2 separate regions of the Sus scrofa genome follow, and region 2 is linked to region 1. A link is a contact called in public HiChIP or PLAC-seq data. All regions are on one chromosome and are shown on one strand. Each heading gives the region's core, a stretch centred on a gene start, on an enhancer-like site or on the middle of the called end of the contact. The rest is flanking DNA. Distances are from core to core; before and after follow the strand shown. Region 1 has its middle 11 kb from the start of UBE2K. Region 2 has its middle 19 kb from the start of CHRNA9.

The links. HiChIP or PLAC-seq counts read pairs in DNA pulled down with a chosen protein or histone mark.
Region 2: an H3K27ac HiChIP or PLAC-seq map of alveolar macrophages shows a contact between it and region 1. The contact joins two enhancer-like sites. A contact is called at or near these places in 1 of 5 promoter capture datasets (fetal liver), 3 of 47 Hi-C or Micro-C datasets (embryonic fibroblasts, heart right ventricle and subcutaneous adipose tissue) and 2 of 2 datasets of contacts at active chromatin or transcription factors (alveolar macrophages and skeletal muscle).

What each region holds. Positions count from the first base shown.
Region 1 is chr8:30,874,351-30,880,619 of Sscrofa11.1, forward strand. No RefSeq gene overlaps it. Among named protein-coding and RNA genes, the nearest start is that of UBE2K, 11 kb to the right of the region's middle. Within about 2 kb of position 1,476, at least 1 of the 83 cell types and tissues checked has an H3K27ac peak or open chromatin away from gene starts, as enhancers often do. A contact at or near this core is called in alveolar macrophages, where this site is marked.
Region 2 is chr8:31,420,316-31,427,000 of Sscrofa11.1, forward strand. No RefSeq gene overlaps it. Among named protein-coding and RNA genes, the nearest start is that of CHRNA9, 19 kb to the right of the region's middle. Within about 2 kb of position 1,441, at least 38 of the 83 cell types and tissues checked have an H3K27ac peak or open chromatin away from gene starts, as enhancers often do. A contact at or near this core is called in alveolar macrophages, where this site is marked.

The DNA.
Region 1 (6,269 bases), core at 226-2,725:
CAAATTTGCAGATAATACAAAATGGGGAAGGGGTGTTTTAGGTGATAAGCTAAATGACAAAATAAAGATTCCAGCAGTTCCCCACGTGATGCAATAGAAACGAATCCGGGAGTTCCCGTCGTGGCTCAGTGGTTAACGAATCCGACTAGGAACCATGAGGTTGTGGGTTCGATCCTTGGCCTCATTCAGTGAGTTAACGATTGTTGCCGTGAGCTTTGGTGTAGGTCACAGATGTGGCTTGGATCCCAAGTTGCTGTGGCTGTGGTGTAGAAAGGCGAGTTCATTTCTGATTAGACCCCTAGCCTGGGAACAGCCATATGCCACTCGTGCGGCCCTAAAAAGAAAAAAAAGAAAAAAGAAAAAAAAGGCCAAAAAGAAACAAAACAAAATAAAGATTCCAGAAGATCTAAAAAGGCTGATCCAAAAAGTAACTTAATACAGTTAATGCAAAACCAAGTGTGTATGCTAAAAAAAAAATAAAAAAAAAAACTGAACTAAACTAAAAGACAAAACCCCTGCTGCTTAAAAAGAGTGATGAAGCTTGGATTTATTTGTATTTCAAGTGAAAAAAAAACTGGAACAACTTCTTGACTACGAGATCTAAATGAGCATTCAGTGTCATTTGAAAGGTTAACAGTAACTACAGCCCTATAAATAGAAGGCAGAATGACTTAAGTTCCCACTTCCCTATAGCATAGGGTAGTGGTGTCATAGCCTCAAGATCCCAGCTTCTTGTCTTAGCTCCAAGCAATCATTACCTGCATGACTTTGTTAAGCTGGTGAACATTTCTGGGAGTTCCTTAACCTTCAAATTCAAGAGAAGTAGTGGGGAAATTTTGGACTAAATTATTATTATTATTATTATTATTATTTTTTAGGGCTTCAGCCGCCCTCACTTCCTAGGTGAGGGGTTGAATTGGAGCTGCAGCTGCTGACCTACACCGAAGCTCATGGCAATGCTGGATCCTTTAAGCCACTAATCGAGGCCAGGGATAGAACCCAAATCTTCATGGATACTAGTCCTGTTCTTAACCTCTGAGCCACAACCAGAACTCCCGGACTAAATTATTTCTAAAAGAACTTCTGGCCATGAAGTTTAATTTCGATTATTCAAGTAATTTAAGTACATTTTAAGGAATTTGCCTTAGCAGATTAACTACCTGCCACTTTGTTTATTTTAAAAAATTTTAAGAGTTTATTTGAACTGGACAGCATCCAATCTAGCAGATAGAAAGGAGCTCACTAACTGCCGCTTGAGATATGAGGGATATATTTGTGGCTGTAAATAATATAAGCCCAACTCAAATTATTTTAGGTAAAATGGAAATATATAGGCACTCAGAATGTGAAGAATGGTTAAGGAAACCATGGGAAGAACAGAGAAGCTGGATCTCAGGAAAAATGGTGTCCACACAGAGACTTGAGGGAAGTAGGGTTTGGAACTGATTAGTCAATTTAGATGAGAATACCAGCCTGGAGTCAATACTTAGGGAAAGAGGAAAGGAGAAGAAATAGTAATTAAACTTTGCTGAATGTCTACCATGTGTCAGGTTCTGTGCTAAGCTGTTTCAAATACGCTATTTCCTTTAACCCTTACTAAAAAGCATAGAAGCTGAAGTTTAAGAGTTGTTTAAGAAACTTGCCTAAAGTTAAGTAGTAGAACCAAAGTGGCAATGGCCTATATAAGTTTTAGTGGTTTGGCCTGGAGATGATTGACTAATAATGGGCTTGCAGATGTTGCTTAATAATTATAGCACATTTACAGTGCTTACTGTGTAACAGGAACTATTCCTTTGTCTGTGTGTGTCTTTTTAGTGCCGTGCCCACGGCGTACGGAGGTTCCCAGGCTAGGGGTAGAATTGGAGCTACAGCTGCAGGCCTGCACCACAGCCACAGCAACCCAGGATCTGAGCCATGTCTGCGACCTACACCAGAGCTCACAGCAACGTCAACGCCATATCCTTAACCCACTGAGTGAGGCCAGGGATCGAACCCACCACCTCACGGTTATTACTTGGATTCGTTTCTGCTGCGCCACAATGAGAACTCCAACAAGAGCTGTTCTAAGTGGTTTACGTGTGTTAACTTTTTAATAGCTTTCAATTTTGAAATAATTATCAATTCACAGGACTTTGCAAAAATAGTACAGAGAGGTCTCTCATACCCTTCACCAAGTTTCTCCAAATGGTTACGTCTTATATAGCTATAGTACAATAAATCAAAACCAGGACCTTGACATCAACATAACGTGTGTATAGTTCTGTCATTTTCTCACACATGGAGAAAATTTATTGGTGTTGACATTTTGCCTTACCTCCCTTTATGTACCTTTATATTCCCCCATTTGTAATATAATTGCCTTAATGATTTCCTCAACATATATTGATATCCATATTAGACAGCGTTATATAATTTTTGCTTCAACTGCCAAACATAATTTTGAAAACCCAAGCAGGTTAAGGATCTGGTGTTATCACTGCAGTGGCTTGGGTCGCTGCTGTGGCGTGAGTTTGATTTCCAGCCTGGAACTTCTACATGCCCGAAGGGCCGCCAAAAAAAAAAAAAAAAAAAAGAGGCATTGGTGAGCTATAAGTCAGTATTATCTACAAGAATTTCTTGTAGATTATTATGAGGCATCAGGAGTTACTCCATCAGCATTAAGCAGTTGTGAAGGACTTCATCCGTGGCAAAGGGGAAAATAGTAGCGGGGTTAAATTAAGGTTACTATATTGTGAAAGAGCTATGTGAGGAGCAGTTAACAAAAGGACTTCATGGGAGGTAAGGTGATTGAGAAATGTTGAGTGTGATGAGAGTTCAGTAGGACTTCTATTGGAAAAAGTACAAAAATGGTTAAAGGGGATTCCACAATCATTTTCTTTCTTTCTTTCTTTCTTTCTTTTTTTTTTTTTTTTTGCCTTTTTTTGCTGTTGTTGTTGTTGTTGCTGTTGCTATTTCTTGGGCCGCTCCCGCGGCATATGGAGGTTCCCAGGCTAGGGGTTGAATCGGAGCCATAGCCGCCGGCCTACGCCACAGCCACAGCAACGCGAGATCCGAGCCGCGTCTGCAACCTACACCACAGCTCAAGGCAACGCCGGATCGTTAACCCACTGAGCAAGGGCAGGGACCGAACCCGCAACCTCATGGTTCCTAGTTGGATTCGTTAACCACCGTGCCACGACGGGAACTCCCCACAATCATTTTCTTAGTCTTAATCAAAAGGGCAGTGAGTATAATGGTTCTAAGGCGGAGGCCGGGGGAAGGTATCGTGTGTTCCCTGTGGCTGGCTATAATACCCTATGGGCTGATGATGCTCCCTGTATTTTGGGGTGAGTACCCCAAGGGCATTACTTTCCTTTTGATATACAAAAAAGAAAAGGGGAATCTCATAATTGGGATGCCTAAGGGCAGGTGGGTTCATCAAACTCTCCTTTTAAGTCCTTGAAGGCTGTGTAATCCCATTCTTCCAATAAAATTGGGTCAAGGTTGTTATTGTTTAGTAAAATATACAGGGGTTCTGCCATAAGAGAGAAATTTGGAATCCAGTGTCAGCAATAACCGACTAGCTCAAGAAAACCTTGCAGCTGGCATTTAGTTTTCAGTTTTGGGACACTTAGAATATCAAGAAGTCCCTCTGGATCTAGGTGTAGCCTGCGGGGTTTTTTTGTTTTTTGTTTTTTTGCCTTTTCTAGGGCTGCTCCTGCAGCATATGGAGGTTCCCAGGCTAGGGGTCGAATCGGAGCTGTAGCCACCAGCCTACGCCACAGCCACAGCAACATGGGATCCGAGCCGCATCTGCGACCTACATCACAGCTCACGGCAAGGCTGTATCCTCAACCCACTGAGCAAGGCCAGGGATCGAACCTGCAACCTCATGATTCCTAGTCAGATTTGTTCACCACTGCGCCATAACAGAAACTATTGAACCCCTTGTTTTTTTTTTTTTTTTGTCTTTTATCTTTTGTTGTTGTTGTTGCTATTTCTTGGGCCGCTCCCGCGGCATATGGAGGTTCCCAGGCTAGGGGTTGAATCGGAGCCATAGCCGCCGGCCTACGCCACAGCCACAGCAACGCGAGATCCGAGCCGCGTCTGCAACCTACACCACAGCTCACGGCAACGCCGGTTAACCCACTGCGCAAGGGCAGGGACCGAACCCGCAACCTCATGGTTCCTAGTCGGATTCGTTAACCACTGCGCCACGACGGGAACTCCGAACCCCTTGTTTTGATATCACATACCCTTAGTATCAAACCTGGGTTTGGGCAAACTGTAACTTTTCTTTGACAATCTTATGTTCCTTTAAGGCTAAACATTTTAGGAAATGAATGCTACCTTCCTCTGGGAGGCCTGAGAAGAAGAGCAAATTATCTACATACTGCAACAAAGTGGGGACTCTAGGGAACTTTCTAGCATCCAAATCGGCCTTCATAATTTTTGAGAAATAAGGGCTCTCAGTAAACCCTGAGGCATAACTGTCCAGGTGAATTACATTTCTTCCCAGGCAAAGAAAAAAAAAAGCATTGGCTAGCTTCATCACCTGAAATACTAAAGAATGCACTGCATAAACCAATTAGAGAATTTACTTCCCATGGGAATGGAAGTTAATAATGTATCAGGGTTATGAAAAACAGAATGTCAATAACTATGCTGTTTATTGCTCAGAGGTCCTGGATAAACCGCTACCCTCGGCCCTTAGGTTTTCTCACCAGTAAACTGGAAGTTGTATAGGGGTTAGTACAAGGGATAATGAGGTCTTGAGCCTTAAAATCTTCTATTACGGGCAAAGCCCATAATAGAAGGCTCTTTACACACAGGGTATTGAATAATTCTGGGAAGAGGTTTTGAAGGATCCATCTGAATCTTGATAAGGAGGTGAGCTATAAATTTTGCCAACATCAGTTGGTGATTTTGCCCATTAGGAAGGTGTTTCCAGAATCTGTTCCAGTACCGTCAGAGACGAGACAAATAAAAATGTCAAAGGATCATTTAACTCACTTGATGGGTTATTTCGATAACTACTGTCAAACTCTAGAAATATTTCACCCTTTTAGGAGAGAGGACTTCTGGCATGGTATTTCTCTAAGAAGTTTCAGCCTAACAAATGGGTAAGGGTGGGAAAGCCAGGAGAAAAGAGTGTTTATCTTTCAAAGGGCCTAAACAAATGGGAACAAGGTCAGAGACAGGAACCTCTTGAGTGAAGTTCATTATAGATCTCCACTATTTGAACTGTTTTTGTATGCCGTATGCCGAGGCAGGGGTTATTTTATAGCAGTGGGATCAAACACCAAGACTGTGGCCCCAGTGTCAGTCCTAACTGGAAGAGATTAATCCCCAATCTGGAGAAATGTTTCTCCAAGATAATTAAAAGGGAGGATTGAGAACAGGCCCTGTAGTTCCTCAGAACCCCTGTCACTGAGAATTGGGAAGATGTTGGAAAGGCTGGACAGAGGGCTGAAGGCACATAATTGCTTTCATTTATAACATTCTTTTTTTCCAATGTCCTGGTTCTTCACAATAACAGCAGAAACTAGGAGGGTTTTGGTTTCATTTAGAAGACTTTACTTGCTGGAGTTAAAGATTAAGAATTTTGGCAGTCTCCCTTTCAGGTGAATCATCTAGAGAGTGAGGGGGCTGATTTGCCAGATTAACTAAATCTGGAATGGATATGGTTTCCCATTCCATCCTGGTTCTTTTTACTAGAGGGAAAGTAAATTAATGTACATTCAGCTTCAGCCAATTAATGTACATAGAAGTAAAAGCTGTCCAGCTGGAATCAACAGCCAATGGAAGACCAGAATTTTCTTTAAAAATGTTCTGAAATTGATTGTAATAGTCATGAACAGATCCATTAGATTTTTTTGCGTAGAAGCCTGAATTTTGTTCCAGTCAATGGGCTTTGGAAAAGCTCTAAGAATTGCTTGGTGAAGTTGCCTAGCAATTGCCCAAACCTGATTATACAATAAGTTAGCAGACTGGTCTTCGGGTTGTAATTCTAGAAGCCTTTCAGGATTTTCTCAATTAGCAGTTTTCATCTAATACTAGGTCTGGCCTTCACCAATAAGCATATGAACCAGCTGATCTAAGTTAAAAAAAAAAAAACAGGTCAATAAGTTTGAATGACTGTATTAAATTCCTCAGCAAATCTGTGAGGATCTTCAGTTACTTCGGGATTTTTTTTTTTTTTTTTAGGGCCACACCCATGGCATACAGAAGTTCCCAGGTTAGAGGTCAAATTGGAGCTACAACTGCCAGCCTACACCACAGCCACACCA
Region 2 (6,685 bases), core at 191-2,690, 550 kb after region 1:
CTGGTGTTGCTGTGCCTGTGATGTAGGCTGGCAGCTGTAGCTCCGATTAGACCCTTAGCCTGGGAACCTCCATGTGCCACGGGTGTGGCCCTAAAAGGCAAAAAAAAAAAAAGATCTGTCCAAGGCAAATGAGTGATAGTACGTCATCTAATGGAATGTTGTGCAACTTTTTAAAAGAACAGATCAGTTTAGACCGATGTAGAAAAATGTCCAAGATACAATAAGGGAAAAAAGCAAGTGGTGGAACAATGCATACATAGCGTCAAATAAGCAGACAATATATATGTTCTTCTATATTCATAGAAAATGTTTGGTAGCAGTGGTTACCTCTAGGAAGTGGTCCTAGGCAGAAAAGAGAGGGAAATTTACTTTCTAATATACTGCTTAAAATTTTTTTAAAAATCATAAACGGTTCAATATTTTCAAAAAAAGGTTTTTAAAATATTCAGACTTTTTGAAATTCCTGTTTTGATTTTCCTCCTGAGGGAATATATCTAGTAAATGTTTTGTACCAAGATGATCACGACAACATTTATTAAGATGGTATTGGATTGGAAATAACCTAAATGTCTAGCATGAAGAGAACGGTTAAGTAAATAAAGGAAAATGGACTCTAATACAATGCAGTCATTTAAAAAATCAATTTTCTGAAAATTTTAGCCAGATAGGGAAATGCTGATGCTCTGGTAAGTGGAAAAAGCACGATCTATGTAAATTTAGTATTAATATCAATGATGTTGCATAGGAGAAAAAATATCCTGGAAGAAAATATACCCAAATGACAACAGTGGTTGCTTCTGATAGCAAGATTTGGGGGAATTTTTCCCTATCCAAGACATTTATATTTTCAAATTCTTTTCAATTTGGAGGCAATGAGCAGGCATTATTTTGTAATGTGAAAGAAAAAGAAAGTAAAATACTGAGAAAACCATTGCATGCATTCCTGGCATGAGTCAGGGGCTGAATTTTCATGTTTAAATTAGTTTCAGAAACACTGGAGTGGTTTCTAGGCAACCTGCTTGGGAAATCATGTTCCTTCCCATTGTTGCTGGAGTGTGCGTGAGTGTCTCAGAAAATGTAAGAAGAGATGAACCCTTGCGAAACCAGACTCCTCCTGCAAGGAAAAACAAGCTTTGTCACAGGGACTTGAGTTATTGTGACCTCAGAGGGTTTTTGTCTTTGCTTTTTTCTGGTAAATGAGTGCTTGATTTTAATGAGGATTGCCATAGGCAGGAAGAGAATGAGAGATATTCAAGTCTCTGCAAATGGTGTAGGAAATTGGGGTGGGGCGGGGGTGGGGAACCAGAGCCCAAACCAATAATCTCAGGTGGATGGCTTTTCTGAGAACCATGGGCTGCGGATTCAGACAGTGGTGTAAAGACAGATTGCAGTTCAAGATGTGAAAAGATTGCCTCATCATCATGTGAGCCATTTACTACCATTACAGACAATCCTGCTGAGCCAAAGGGCTTTTAAACAGAAGGAAACGCTGAAAAATGGAATCAGAGCTGGGAAACCCTTGGCCCAACGTGATGGGCTATGGAGGATGGGCTGAGTTAAGAATGCTTTTTAGGCTCAAGGGAGCTGTGTTCTTTACAAAGAGTTTGTAGAAGGTGCAAAAGGTATTGTTCTCAGCCCACAATGTATGCTTTGTGGACCCCGACCACATTCTTCCGCGAGAAAACAAAAGGCATTTTTCGTGATGAATGGGGTCACTGCTCAGCTTCTCGATCTTATGCCCCCTAGTGGTTGGCTTTTGTAATTACAAAAAATTAAGTAAACAGCAGGCATTTTGGGTAATAAGAATTGACTAGGTTACTGCCTTTGACCTTGACTCCCGGCAGACTTCACCAAAACTCAAGGGAGAAGCTGCAAATCGGGAGTTCTGGCCTCAGGAGGTACAGATGCACTTCCTAGTAGAAGGTGGGACCAGAGAGCAGGAATTCTTCATAGTGGATGTAAAGAGCTTATTCTGTCTCCAAATTTGTGAGCTCACGTCCTTAATGCCACCTAGTTGTGGTCCACTGGGTCTGGCCACCTCTCCTTTAAAGTGACAGGTGGAGAGTAGAGGAAGAGGAGGACTAATATTTACCGACCCCTTTTCATGTGGTAGCCCTTGAGGGAAAGACCCTTCCCTTTCCATCTTTGTACTCCAGGGCTTAGCACAAGTGTTTGTGCTAAATGTTGGTGCTCTTGGGAGTTCCCATCATGGCTCAGTGGAAGCGAATCTGATTCGCATCCATGAGGACGCAAGTTCTATCCCTGGCCTTGCTCAGTGGATCAAGGATCCAGCGTTGCCGTGAGCTGTGGTGTAGGTCACAGACATGGCTTGGACCCGGCATTGCTTTGTCTGTGGTGTAGGCTGGTGGCTACAGCTCCAATTCAACCCCTAGCCTGGGAACCTCCATATGCCGCGGGTGCAGCCCTAAAATCCCAAAAGAAAAAAAAATGTTGGTGCTCTTGGATGCTCCATGGAGCCCATGAGGTGGATAACATTATCCTTGATTTTCCAATGAGGAAACTGAGGTACAGAGAGGTTCAAATATGCCCGAGATATGTAGCTAATAAATGGCAGAACAGAAGATCAAACCCCAAGTTCCAAAGGATCTGCTCTTTTCCTTCTGCTGAGATGTCCTCTCCTGCCACCCCATGTCCTTTCAGTCAGTCCACCCTGGGGGCCAACGTCTTTTCATTTCGCTAAACTTCTCATTTGACAGTGAATCACCCCTTAAAGGCATAGTCTTAAAGGCATATTACTTGTTTAACTCTCTTACTATTATTCACATTTTCTTAGAAGAAATTTTTTTTTTCTCCACAAAGCCCATAGACATCTTGAAGGAAGGGATAATGTATTCATTCTTCTGTAAACTCTCTGCCCAGCATTCAGTAAATATTTGCAGGAAGGGTGGATTTAGCAGCAGAGTTCTGATCAGGACGTACCTCCCAGGGCCTGATTGGACTGGAAAACTAGCCAACAATTTAAATTTTTATCTGAAAACATTTGCTCCCATCAAAAACAATAAGTGACTTCTTAACCCCCCACTGAGAGGCTTGCAACCTAAAGAATTGAAATCCAGATCTCTCTCTCTAGGAGCTTAGCATCTTGAGCATATACGTAGCCGGTTGTTACAACATTGGATTTGGCTCAAAGGTGGAAGCTATTCACTTAGCATCTTCTGTTCCAACTGGAATCTGGTGGTTCCCAGGTCAAACGCAGGGTTCTACTCTGACCTGCTGGGACACTGATGGACCTGGGAACAAGAAGCCGGCTTCCCTGCCAGAGGGAACGCCTCTGGCAGTTTACATCCAGGTTTGTTTTGTCTTCCTCTTAGGGCCGCCCTCCAGGGAGCCATGTGTGGCACAGGTATGTCCAGAGTAAGGTTAGGACCCAAAGCCCTCAGCTCCCACTGTCCTCCCACAGGGGACATCAGACAGTGCCAGCCCTCAAAGGAGGCAGGCCACGACCAAGGGCGCTGGGTGTGGGGAGGACGTTGACCTGCAGTCAGGAGACCCCCTGACAGGCTCTGGCCACTCTAATTGTGTATTGCATGAACATGTTTGGGGTGCCTCTTGTATGTCAGACACTGAGGAATAAGGTGATACAGAGGGTATTTAAGAGGTCCTCAGTCAGACTGGGGAGACAAGTACACAAACAAACAATTGGATACACGTTAGCAGAGAAACAGGTATGAAAAGCCTCAAGGGCGCAGAGGAAGAAGTACAGAATTCTACCTGGGGAGGTTGGGAAAAGCTTCATGATTAGATGACTCTCAAAATATCTTGAAAGAGGGGAAGCTGGGGGAGTTGCCATCGGGCTCAGCCAAAATGAATCCGACTAATATCCATAAGGACACAGGTTCAATTCCTGGCCTCGCTCTGTGGGTTAGGGATCCGTGTTGCCGTGCGCTGTGGTGTAGGTGGCAGATGTGGCTTGGATCCTGTGTTACTGTGGCTGTGGTGTAGGCTGGTGCTGTAGCTCCGATTCCACTCCTGGCCTGGGAACCTCCATGTGCCATGGGTGTGGCCCTAAAAAGAGACAGAAAAAGAAAAAGAGGAAGAAAGAGGAGAAGCTGTTCATGGGTCAGGCAAGGCAGGATGCCTGTTCCAGGCTGAGGAACAACCTGCACAACAAAGGCGTGGAGGCAGGAAGGGGGGCAGGCAATCCACCTTGTCTTTTTGTTTTTGTTTTTTTGGTCTTTTTAGGGCCGCACCTGCGGCATATGGAGGTTCCCAGGCTAGGGGTTGAATCGGAGCTGCAGCCTCTGGCCTACACCAGAGCCACAGCAATGCATGATCCGAGCCACGTCTGTGACCTACACCACAGCTCACGGCAACGCCGGATCCCCAACCCACTGAACAAGGCCAGGGATCGAACCCGCAACCTCATGGTTCCCAGTCGGATTCGTTAACCACTGCGCCATGACAGGAACTCCTTCCACCTTGTCATTAACCGTGTAGGGATGGCCTGACATGAGTCTGGGGGGAAGGCAGTGCTGAAAATATGAATGCCCTTGTCTCCTTAGGACGGTGCTTCATCGTGTGGATAAAGGGGGAGGGTGGGAGGGTTTCACATGGGAAGGGGGTTAATACACTCAGATTTGAAAATATCTGTGTAATGATGACATGAAGGCCAGACTCGAGGAGAAAGAGCCTGAAGCAGAGGGACCAGCCCTGAGGCAGGTGATCCCAGTAATCCAGGTCATAGTACCTGGTCATGGGTCAGGAGAGATAAGAAGGGTGGCATGGCTTTAACAGATGGGCATGATGAAGCCTGGTGACAGATGGGATGTGGTGGTGTAGGGGGGAGTCTAGGACACTCCCAGTTTGGGCATGGGATGATGAGCAGGCTGGCCCACTCACCAAAATCAGGAACACGTGAGGGGGCTATAGAAGAAGGTCGGGGGAAGGTGAATGAAATGTTGGCCATGTCTAAATTGCAGGTGGGCAGTTTCTGCTGTGGTGCAATGGGATCAGTGGCGTTTTTTTGCAGCCCCAGAGCACAGGTTTGATCCCCGGCCCGGCACCGTGGGTTAAAGGATCCAGCATTGCAGTAGTGGCAGCATAGGTTGGAACTGAAGCATATGTGGAAACTCCATATGCCTTGAGGCAGCCAAAAAAGAAAGAAAGAAAGAAAAAAAGAAAAGAAAGAAAGAAAAAATTGCATGTGGGACATCCAAGTAGAGCTGCCCAGTAAGTGACTGGTGTGTGGAAAGCTGAGCTCCAGGAGGATGCTGGTTTCTGATGGAGGAAGGCTGGCTCAGGCTTCTCTCTCTGCAGACATTCAATAAACATTGTTTGGAGTAGCTAATTAATGATTACAGGGCACTGGGAAAACAGAATGATGTTGCAATGTAAATGTGGATGCTCTTACAGTAATGGACTGATGGTTGCAGAAAAGCTCAGGCTAAATAACACTAATTTTTTTCCAGCTATAAATAGACCTTGTGCATTCGGGTTTTCAATTACACAGTGAAAAGAAATGCAGCAGCAGAAGCGAGGAAGAGGGGCAGAGAGCAGGCATCTTGTGCCTGCAGGGAACAAATGTTAGCGAGGTCCAGCCACAGTGGATAAGGCAGGGGTCTAATCTGGTGCAAAAGAGCTGAGCGTCTAATATCCTGGATTCAAGTACCATTTTCTCAGCTAACTGGTTAGGTGTCTATAATAGATTATCAGACATGTAATAAATGTTTGCTACCTACTTTTAGAGATACAGCCACAGTTTTAAGTTCATTCTAACCTCAAAACAACCTCATGATAGGTCCTTTATTATGCCTCCTTTGGAGATGAGTAAACTGAACACAAAGTTTAAGTGACTTACCCAAGGCCCCTCGGCTAAGAAATGGCGCTTCCAAGATTTGAATACAGTCTGAGCACAGAATCCTTTCAGAGGCAAACAAATAACTACTGTGTTATGCTGTCTAAAAAGAGGAAATATCACTTTGCAGTGGTTTTGGTTTCTTATCAGCTCACAAATTTTGTAAAGGGCAAGTGGCATGATTTACATTAAGGCCTAAGTCACAGGCATATTTTTTCATTGCATTCTCCCACAATCGGTCCTTCAAAGAAGCAGTGTTCAGAGTTCCTGTTGTGGCTCAGTGTGTTCACCCAACTGATATGCTTGAGGTTGTGGGTTCGATTCCTGGCCTCGCTCAGTGGGTAAAGGATCCCTCGTTGCTATAAGCTGTGGCATACGTCACAGACAAGGCTCAGATCCCCCATTGCTGTGGCTGTGGCTGCACTGATTCAATGCCTAGTGTGGGAATGTCCATGTGCCCCACTTGTGGCCCTAAAAAGCAAAAAAACAAAAAAACAAAACCAGTGTTTAATGGTTTGTTCCATATCTTTTCAGGGAAAGCTCTGGGAGTTCTTGTCCTTGTGTGACTTTGCCCTTACAGACCACAGCTGGCTCCCTGAGCAGCGTTGCCATTCCGCACTAGAGATCACTGTCTATTATATTCAGTATAATCATAATGACCATGTGCTTAGGAGTCTCTGGTTCCATCCCAGCTCTGCCACTTGGATGTGTCACTCGGCTATCTCCAAGCCTGCTTCCTCCTCTGTCCAACGAGATAATACTAACAACATCTTAGGGCTGGGCGGATTACAGTGGTATGGAGGTCATGACCAAGGCTAAGAGTCATCAAGGGCGCTGAGACAGAAATAGACATGGGAAATGGGGAAAGCA